Linked DNA regions of Mus musculus: regions 1 and 3 are each linked to region 2. The links are chromatin contacts, called in public promoter capture Hi-C maps. All regions are on one chromosome and are shown on one strand. Each heading gives the region's core, a stretch centred on a gene start, on an enhancer-like site or on the middle of the called end of the contact. The rest is flanking DNA. Distances are from core to core; before and after follow the strand shown. Region 1 holds the start of Hnrnpc (heterogeneous nuclear ribonucleoprotein C). Region 2 holds the start of Styx (serine/threonine/tyrosine interaction protein). Region 3 holds the start of Supt16 (SPT16, facilitates chromatin remodeling subunit).

Region 1 (2,700 bases), core at 157-2,656, 6.8 Mb after region 2:
CGCCTTTAATCCCAGCACTCGGGAGGCAGAGGCAGGCGGATTTCTGAGTTCGAGGCCAGCCTGGTCTACAAAGTGAGTTCCAGGACAGCCAGGGCTATACAGAGAAACCCTGTCTTGAAAAACCAAAAAAAAAAAAAAAAAAAAAAAAAAAAAGAACTCAACACCTACAAGAGAGAAACTAATTTGTTTTTAAGCACGGTTTTACTATGTAGTCCTGGGCTGCCTTGCAATGGGTAAGGGGTCCTGTCTCAGAGCCTCCACAATACAAAGATTACTGGCCTGCACTATCATACATAGCTATAAACTGCCTTTTTGAGTTTTAGAGGGATAGGACTAGTACTGAGGTAGCTGTAAACCCTTGCTGTGCCTTTTAATTATTGTTCCCAAGTCCAGCTTGAAATTTTTCTGCTAACATCCGTGTCAGGTCCCCTCCCCCCAAAAATAAGCCTTTCCCCCTATTTATTTATTTACGAAACAGAGTTTCTCTGTGTATCCTGGGCAGTCCTAGAACTCAAAGAGATCTGCCTGTCTCTGCCTCCCAAGTGCTGGGATTAAAGGCGCGCACCACCTAGAAACTCAGTGAAAATACTTGACCTGTCTAGTACGATCCTGTCAACCGCTTCTAAGGCTCAATTCTCTCTATGACAGTAGTACCTACCTCAAGTTCCACTAACTTATGATTTGTAACCTGCAGATAAAATGTGAGCTGTAATTATTCCAATTAAAATTAATCTTCCGCACTTCCCTTTACAAACACAAGCACTCCGACTTTTAACCATTTTACCCCTAGAGGAAAAAAGTAATGATTACTCAACCTATTGTTAAAACGCCGTTCAGATGCCATGTAGCCAGCCTGGAATTTAGAAGCTTCCAGTCCGACACCACCATGTTATCGCTCCCCTACCCCCACCCAGCGTCTATCTTCGGAAGTGATAACGGAATCCGTAAGATATCCCCGACAATTACATCAACAAGCATTTCGTTCTTCGCTTTCTTGGTCCCCCCTTGGAATCCCTGATGGGCAAAGAAAATCAAAGTAGCCGTTAAACCCGAGCGCGCAGACAGGGTATTTTCGTACGCACCGTGGCCTGGAGGTCACTAGGTTGACTCCGCGCCAAGGCCGAGGCCCTGTTGCCTCCCGCATGAGACCCAAGTCCCCACCGCACGGGAACAAACGCGGCCTCGGCTTCTGCCGCGAGGCCGGTTTCCCCCTTACACACGCTGGCGGGGCCCAGCAGCCCAGGGCCTCCCCTGCACTCGCCCCCTTCGCTTACCAAAAGGAAGGAGAGAGAGAAGAGACCGCCTCTCCTACTGCGAGTCTACGCCGAGACGCCGGAGCTACAACAGCGAAGAACCACACGACCGTTCGCTCTCCGTCTCCTCACAAAATGGCCCCCGAGCTCCTCTGCCGCCGAGGCGAAAGTCCAGCCCCCGCCTCGTTCCTGGAGGCGTTCCTATTGGCTGTGACTTTTCTCGCTCCCGCTCCTAATTAGCGAGCGCTACCGCTCCTCACAATTCCGTCCAATCATAATCCGAGGTGGGTTGGGCTAATTGCGAGAATTTCCACATGCGTAACAGAGGCTAGTTAGTAATTGGTTCAGCTTCATGCCACTTAGTGACTGACGGATGGTTATTGGTCAATGTACCAGACGGAAAGCTGGGTGGAATTTTCGCCTTTGTATCGCGCACAGCTTCTCATCCGGGTATCCGGCGGATCTGACTGACGGCCGCATCGTCCTATCAGTGCTTCTGAGAGCTCCCAGGTCCGGCCAGATCACCGCATTTCCGCGGCGCGGGGGTGGGAGAGCCTGGGTGGAGTCTGGTAGCGGGTGCAAACGGCCTGCCCTAGCCCCAGGCCTAGGAAAAGGGAAACGCAAACAAGCTTCTGAGAAGGGAGGAGAGTTATCTCTAGGCCGTCTACTAGCTCTGCAGTTATTATCAAATTCAGATCCCTTCTTTCTGCCAGATTCTATAAGCTGTTGGGAGGACATGGCCTTCTCAGTGAACAGCTCCCCCTCCAAACCAACTGGGTTCTGTAGTTCTCTCCTGCAGGAGCAATTACCCGACCTCCTATAAACCCGCTTCCTTGTCCCAAGTCGCCACACAGTCTGCAAACCCAATGGCCAGCCACCTCAATTTCCCACTTTCTAGAATAGACTACTTAATCCCCTCAGGTTTGGTCTGCCACTAAAGCTCTGGTTATACTGTAGGAACATTAAATACACTGAAATGTATATATAGCTTACGGAGAAAAGGAGATTGTATCCCAGAAAAATTTCCTGATTTTTTTTAATCTTTAGATCTTTAAACCTTTGCCTTTTTCTTTCTTTCCTTTTTTTTCTTTTTTTTTTTTTTTTAAGAAAAAGATTTATTTACTGTTTTTATATGAGTACACTGTAGCTGTCTTCAGACACACCAGAAGAGGGCATCCGATCCCACTACAGATGGTTGTGAGCCACCATGTGGTTACGATCAGGACCTTTGGAAGAGCAGTCAGTCCTCTTAACCTCTGAGCCATCTCTCCTGCCTAGCCTTTGTCATTTTCAAAAGATTTATTTTATGTAAACCAGTCCAACGAGTTTATGTGTTCCCAATTTTACATCTTATTTTTAAAAAGAAAAGTTTGGGCTAGGTAGTGTTTCAAGTGCAAGCCAGCCTGGTCAAGTTTCAGGACAGCTAGAGCTATAGAGTGAAACTCTA
Region 2 (2,700 bases), core at 165-2,664:
TCTCTCTCTCTCTCTCCCTCCCTCCCTCCCTCCCTCCCTCCCTCCCTTTCTCTCTCTCTCTCTCTCTCTCTCTCTCTCTCTTTGGTTTTTCGAGACAGGGTTTCTCTGTGTAGCCCTGGCTGTCCTGGAACTCACTCTGTAGACCAGGCTGGCCTCGAACTCAGAAATCTGCCTGCCTCTGCCTCCCAAGTGCTGGAATTAAAAGGGTATGCCACCACTGCCCAGCTTCCCCTTTCTTTTTGAGACAAGGTCTCACTATGTACCCCTGGCTGGCCTGGGACACTTACTGTGTGGGTTAGGCCAGTCTCAACTCACAGACATTTTCTTGCCTCTCCTGAGTGGTGGAATTAAAGGCATTTACCACAATACTTGCCATTGGATTATTTTTTAATTAAAAATTACTAGCAGGGTATTCTGTGCCTTTTGTAATTCTTAAAGCTGGATAATAGTTTATGTAACACTAGAGAGCATAGACCATCTAATTAGCCACCTAATTTTTGAACAGCTATCCTGTATATTGAACATGCATTACATATATGACAACATGAAAAGAGTTAAGAGGAAATCCAAGTTAAACACGCGGTCCTTCCACTTTAAAGGATTTTTTTTTTTTTTTTTTTTGATAATGACAGTCCTGAGGTCTCTAGGAAGTAGTGTTAAAATACAGTGAAAAGTAGTGATAGTCTTAGTTACACACTTTGCAGCCTTCAGTGATTCCTTCAGTGAGACCAAAGGTGGTTCAGAAGTTCAAACCAGGCCTTTAATCATTTCATCTCAGAACTCTTGTAAATTTGAGGACCAGCCTGGTGTACATAGCGAGACCCTGAAGAAGGTATATTCTTCAAAAATTATTAACTCTAACGCCAGCTCCTCACACAATCATCTTTTATGTTGAAAAATAGGCTCGGAGAAATCTTAAAGAGTACCGAATACAATTTAGTAAGTAAACTATCATTTACATTTCTGATGACTTTTTTTAAGAATCATTTTCTTGAAATTTTCTGGATAATTTGAGTTGTTAACACTCCGGAGTATACCTAAGAGGCCACTTTCTACTTTGTTTAAAGATGATGGGTATCTCGGGGTTTTTTGTTTTTGTTTTTTTCGTAGTCTAACATGAATTTAAGCTGAACTCTTCCTGTTTGGTTATGACTTCCCCCACGGATTGGATCGAGCAGCATTCCTCTGAGTGTGGAGGACACTTTGAAGGGACGGACTCCCATCCCATTTGGGAAGGCCTTGGCCCCGACCGCTCCTCCCCTACGGCCGCAGCTCCGCCCTGCGGGAAGCTCCTCCCCCCGCGTCTGCGCGCTCGCGGACGGGCGGGGCGGAGGCGCGCTGACACCTGGCGGCGGGGGCGGGCCGTCGGCGAGCGTGGGCTGGGATTGGCTGGGCCGCGTGGGCTGGGGCGGGAGGAGACGGTTATGGGCTCGTGCCTGGGTCGGATCCCGGCTCTCTGAGGGGCGCGGAGACCTGCGGGAGGGACACGGCCGCAGCATGGCGGCCGGCAGCGCACCGCCCTGCCCTCCGCCTTCCTGTCGCAGCCGCTTGGATCCTGTGGTCCGCGAGTGCTTGCTGTGAGCCTGCCGCGCGTCAGCCCCCCCACCGCTCGCCCGCCCGCCCGCCCTCCTTCCCTTGTCGCCTCTGCCAGCCCGGAGGGCGGCCGGGCGCACCGCGCCCACCCACCGGGGCCCTGGGACCATGGAGGACGTGAAACTGGAGTTCCCCTCGCTCCCGCAGTGCAAAGACGACGCCGAGGTGAGTGCCCGGCGGCCCGCCCTGCCGCGGGCAGCCCCCGGGTCTCCGGCCAAGCAGCGCCTCTGGCCCAACTGTCCCAGACTCTTCCCTTTCCCCTTGGGCGTGAAGGGGCGTCAGTGAGGTCCTCCTCCCGCGGGACCCTATCGGAGGAGCCAACCCGGAGAGTACTCTTGACCACTCGCCTCGGCGTTGAGGCTTTTCGTGAACACAGACTCTTCCTTACCAGAGCAACACGCTGTGGAGTTGTTTTTAATCTGAGCTTGATGTTAGATTCACATGCGGGACACATAGCCAGCCCCACGTGTGGAATAGATCGGAGGCGTGAACTCTGGAATTGCACCCCTCTAATAGTACTCAAGTCAAAAACCAACCACCACCACTACCAAAAAACCCACAAAAAACGATGACTAGCGTGGGGCGGGGGGGGGGGGGGAGTAGAAAAGCTAAGCTTCTTTGAATTTGAAAATTTTTAGTAACAAATCTTGCCTGTACTATCGAGAGCAAAATTCTCCCAATTTATGATTTAAGGGTTCTTTTCACCCCACCTTGATTTTTTTCTTTACCTAACATCTGTTGCAAATATTTTATGGTACCAGAAACTGTTAAGTTAGAGTTTGCCAGAGGCTAAAATTAGTGACAAGGATTCTTACCTGTGACACTTAATAGGATCAAAAAAGGATTCTAGAGTTTTGCTTGTGTGTTTGATATAAGTCCTGGCTGTCCTGGAACTCACTAGACGAGGCTGGCCTGAAACCCAAAGAGATCCACCTGCTTCTGTACCCCAAATGCTGGGATTGAAGGTGTACACCCCTTAATCTCTCAGTGTTTTAAAGGTATTTGGGACTACTCTTGGCTGGCACACTTGTAACCCCTCTACTTGGGAGGTGGAAGGAGAAAGGAGGGGTCACTGTAGCCTTGGTTCTATAGCAAATTTGAGACCAG
Region 3 (2,700 bases), core at 124-2,623, 6.8 Mb after region 2:
TATACACAAACATACATGAATGCAAAATACCCATAAATATTAAAAAAAAAAAAAAGCTTTAAAAGTTTATTATTTCAGGGCTGGCTGTAGAAACGGGGGCTTTTGATTATCATCATTGCATACATCATAACACAGTGACAGTAAATATTCCCTGGATAGGGATATAGCTTAATGGTAAAACACAGAGGTGGTGGTAGGGCCAATCCTCAGGACCAAACAATATAATTTTGTGATAGAGACCACTAAGTCATCTAAAAAAAATTAGCCAATAAAGTGAAAAACCCTATATTATTTTCAGCACGCAATGCATCTTGCTTAAAAGATACATAGGCTTTTTTCTGATGAGGCAGGAAAAACAACCGACTTCAGTAAAGGTTCAATTTTATTTACTAAATGACGAGCCGATTGATACAGTCTCACTATGAAGCACAGGCAGGCTTGAAACTAGTCATTTTCCTGCCTCAGCCTCAGAAATCATGGGATTACATGCAGGAGCCAAGAATGGAGAGGACCAATCAGTATAAGATAGTTTACAAAGCTGAAACCGGAGTTGGTATTTTTTCAGAGCATTTTCGGCTTTCTTTTTTATCAGTTCTATTTCCCCTCACTCACAAGGTTCAGAGCCCAGACGATAGACCGTTCAGACAGTATGAAATCAATCAAACACTTGTGAAGTTAACAAGTTAACTAGCAAAAAAGTAAGTTTGAAATTATGATTATAAAACAGGGAAACTGCCCAATCTTTGGAGAAGCCCTGGAACTTCCACAGCGTTTTCCTCAACACGTGCCCCCGGTATGCTGCCGACATGGGAAACCGGCTTTGAGGCGTCCCATCAATTAATTCTTAGGAGAGCCCGCAGGTTCCCAGCGCTGGGTCTGTGACCCACGCAGGGCCTAAGGAGAAGCAGCGGGGCGCGGGAGCAGCATTTCTCAACTCCAGCAGAGGCCGGGGAGCGGGGAGCGCCAAGAGCTCCGGGCACAGCTTTCGCGCCCCTTTCCCGCAAACGGTAATTGTGGCGGGACCTGGGCGGGCCGCTGTGGCCGCGGGGCGGGCCAGGCGCGTGCGGACCCCGCAGGCGCAGCACGGCGCGGCGAGCCGGACGCTGCCGGGGCAGGCGGGAGCGCGGCGGAGCCGGAGGTTTCTGGCTGAGGGGGAAAAGGGCGCCGGGAAGCAGGCTATTATGGGATGTGGGGCTCCCGGGGGCGCGGGGCTCCTTACCCGCCAGTTACTGTACAATCTCTTCACTCGCCGGTAGTACGCGTCTTTGTCCAGAGTCACAGCCATTGCCCTGGACGCCGCTTCCCGTCGGGCTCCGAGAATCACGCGAGGTCCCAGCTCCGCCACCCGCGCTCGGCCCGGAATCCCGCACTCTCTGTGACCCGGAAGTACCGACCGCCCGGTATCCCCTTCCGCTTCCGGGTCCCTAGAGCGTCGAAGATTTAAAAAGCGAAAAAACCAAACCCACCGCTCGTTCCGTAGGGTGGCGGGAGGAAGGGCAACCGAGGACGCAAAAGTGAAGTCAACAGACCGAGGTGCAGCGCGGGCTCGCGGGCTCTGGAAGCTCTCTCCGGCGCCAGAGGCTCCCGTCACGTGACCCGCCCACTTTCCGAGCTCCGGGCGCTCTGGGCGGCGGGCAGAGGGAGGGGAGCAGAAAGAGCGGGACCCGCGTGCAGCCAGGCGCAGGAGTGAGTCCTCTGCCCCAGGGCAGGCCAGTGACCGCCCCGGGGAAGGCACTCTCAACCAAACACTGCACCCCAGAGGGACGGAGCCCACCTTCGCGAATAAGCTGCGCGGTGGGCAGCAGAGTAGGAAGGAAAGGTTCTGTTTTCCTTTAAGAGATGGGCCGGTAGGGTGGAAGGAAACAAATGGCTCGGAGTGGCTCCTAAACTTTGTAGTTCTTTCCAGCCTCGCGAAGACCCAAGTTGTGAAGGCACCCTTTTTGTCAGCGTGTACTTTTGCTGTATTTCATGAAAAGCCACATTATTCTCTGGCTTTCCCCAAGAATAGTTATCCTGACTAATTGAAAAAAAAAATATGGCTCTTGAAATTAATCCTCGTTTAAGAATGTGAAGTACAATTCAAAATATTTTACCTCTTTATCTTGTATCATTTCCTTGGCTTTAACAAACGGGATAACCCGCCATTATATATGCCTATTGAGGACTACAAATGGCTTTTCTATTAGTTGCAACAGTATTGAACTGTAGGAGAATGGTGTTTAAATTACGCAGCAAAAAACAGTACTTATATTGTGTTTAAGGAAACAGAACATAGGAAGAATGGAAAAGGATTAACTTAAATTTATTAATGCCAAGGGGAAGGAAGGTAACAGTTCCTGACCCTCCAGCTGTAGCCACAGTTTGGCCAGGAACAGGCTCTGCCAGAGGCTAGGGCCAGCGCTACATAGTCTGTGGTTAATGGAGGCGTCTGGGGAGGGGTGAGCACACCAGCTGCTCTAAGCTCCTTTGCTTCCCCAGAAACGAGGAAGTGGTCATTTATTATTTTTTTTTTTTAGGAGTTCCCCTGCCCACCCAATCCTCTCAAAATTGGGAGCAATTGGGTACAAGTTTTTTGTTTTTTTTTGTTTTTTGTTTTTTTCTTTTTCTTTTCACCTCCTGAAGTCTTGGGTTTCCCCATATTGTTCCCTGCCCCTCCCACATTTCCAAAGTCCAAGGGCCAGAGTAAGGGATTCCAGCAGC

What was found. Promoter capture Hi-C pulls out the DNA fragments that hold promoters and counts their contacts.
Region 1: a promoter capture Hi-C map of pre-B cells shows a contact between it and region 2. The contact joins the promoter of Hnrnpc here to the promoter of Styx in region 2. A contact is called at or near these places in 4 of 39 promoter capture datasets (cranial neural crest, frontonasal cranial neural crest, maxillary cranial neural crest and 1 more).
Region 3: a promoter capture Hi-C map of cranial neural crest shows a contact between it and region 2. The contact joins the promoter of Supt16 here to the promoter of Styx in region 2. A contact is called at or near these places in 3 of 39 promoter capture datasets (cranial neural crest, hippocampal neurons and liver) and 1 of 484 Hi-C or Micro-C datasets (cortical neurons).

Annotation. Positions count from the first base shown.
Region 1 is chr14:52,102,615-52,105,314 of GRCm38.p6, forward strand. Hnrnpc (heterogeneous nuclear ribonucleoprotein C) reads right to left here and starts at 1,407. Exons shown (of 9, transcript NM_001170981.2): 1 at 1,275-1,407. It also overlaps a transcript of Rpgrip1 not described here.
Region 2 is chr14:45,349,772-45,352,471 of GRCm38.p6, forward strand. It overlaps Styx (serine/threonine/tyrosine interaction protein), which reads left to right and starts at 1,415. Exons shown (of 11, transcript NM_019637.3): 1 at 1,415-1,758. The coding sequence starts at 1,702.
Region 3 is chr14:52,195,866-52,198,565 of GRCm38.p6, forward strand. Supt16 (SPT16, facilitates chromatin remodeling subunit) reads right to left here and starts at 1,374. Exons shown (of 26, transcript NM_033618.3): 1 at 1,220-1,374. The coding sequence starts at 1,285. It overlaps Chd8 (chromodomain helicase DNA binding protein 8), which reads right to left. Exons shown (of 38, transcript NM_201637.3): 38 at 2,286-2,700.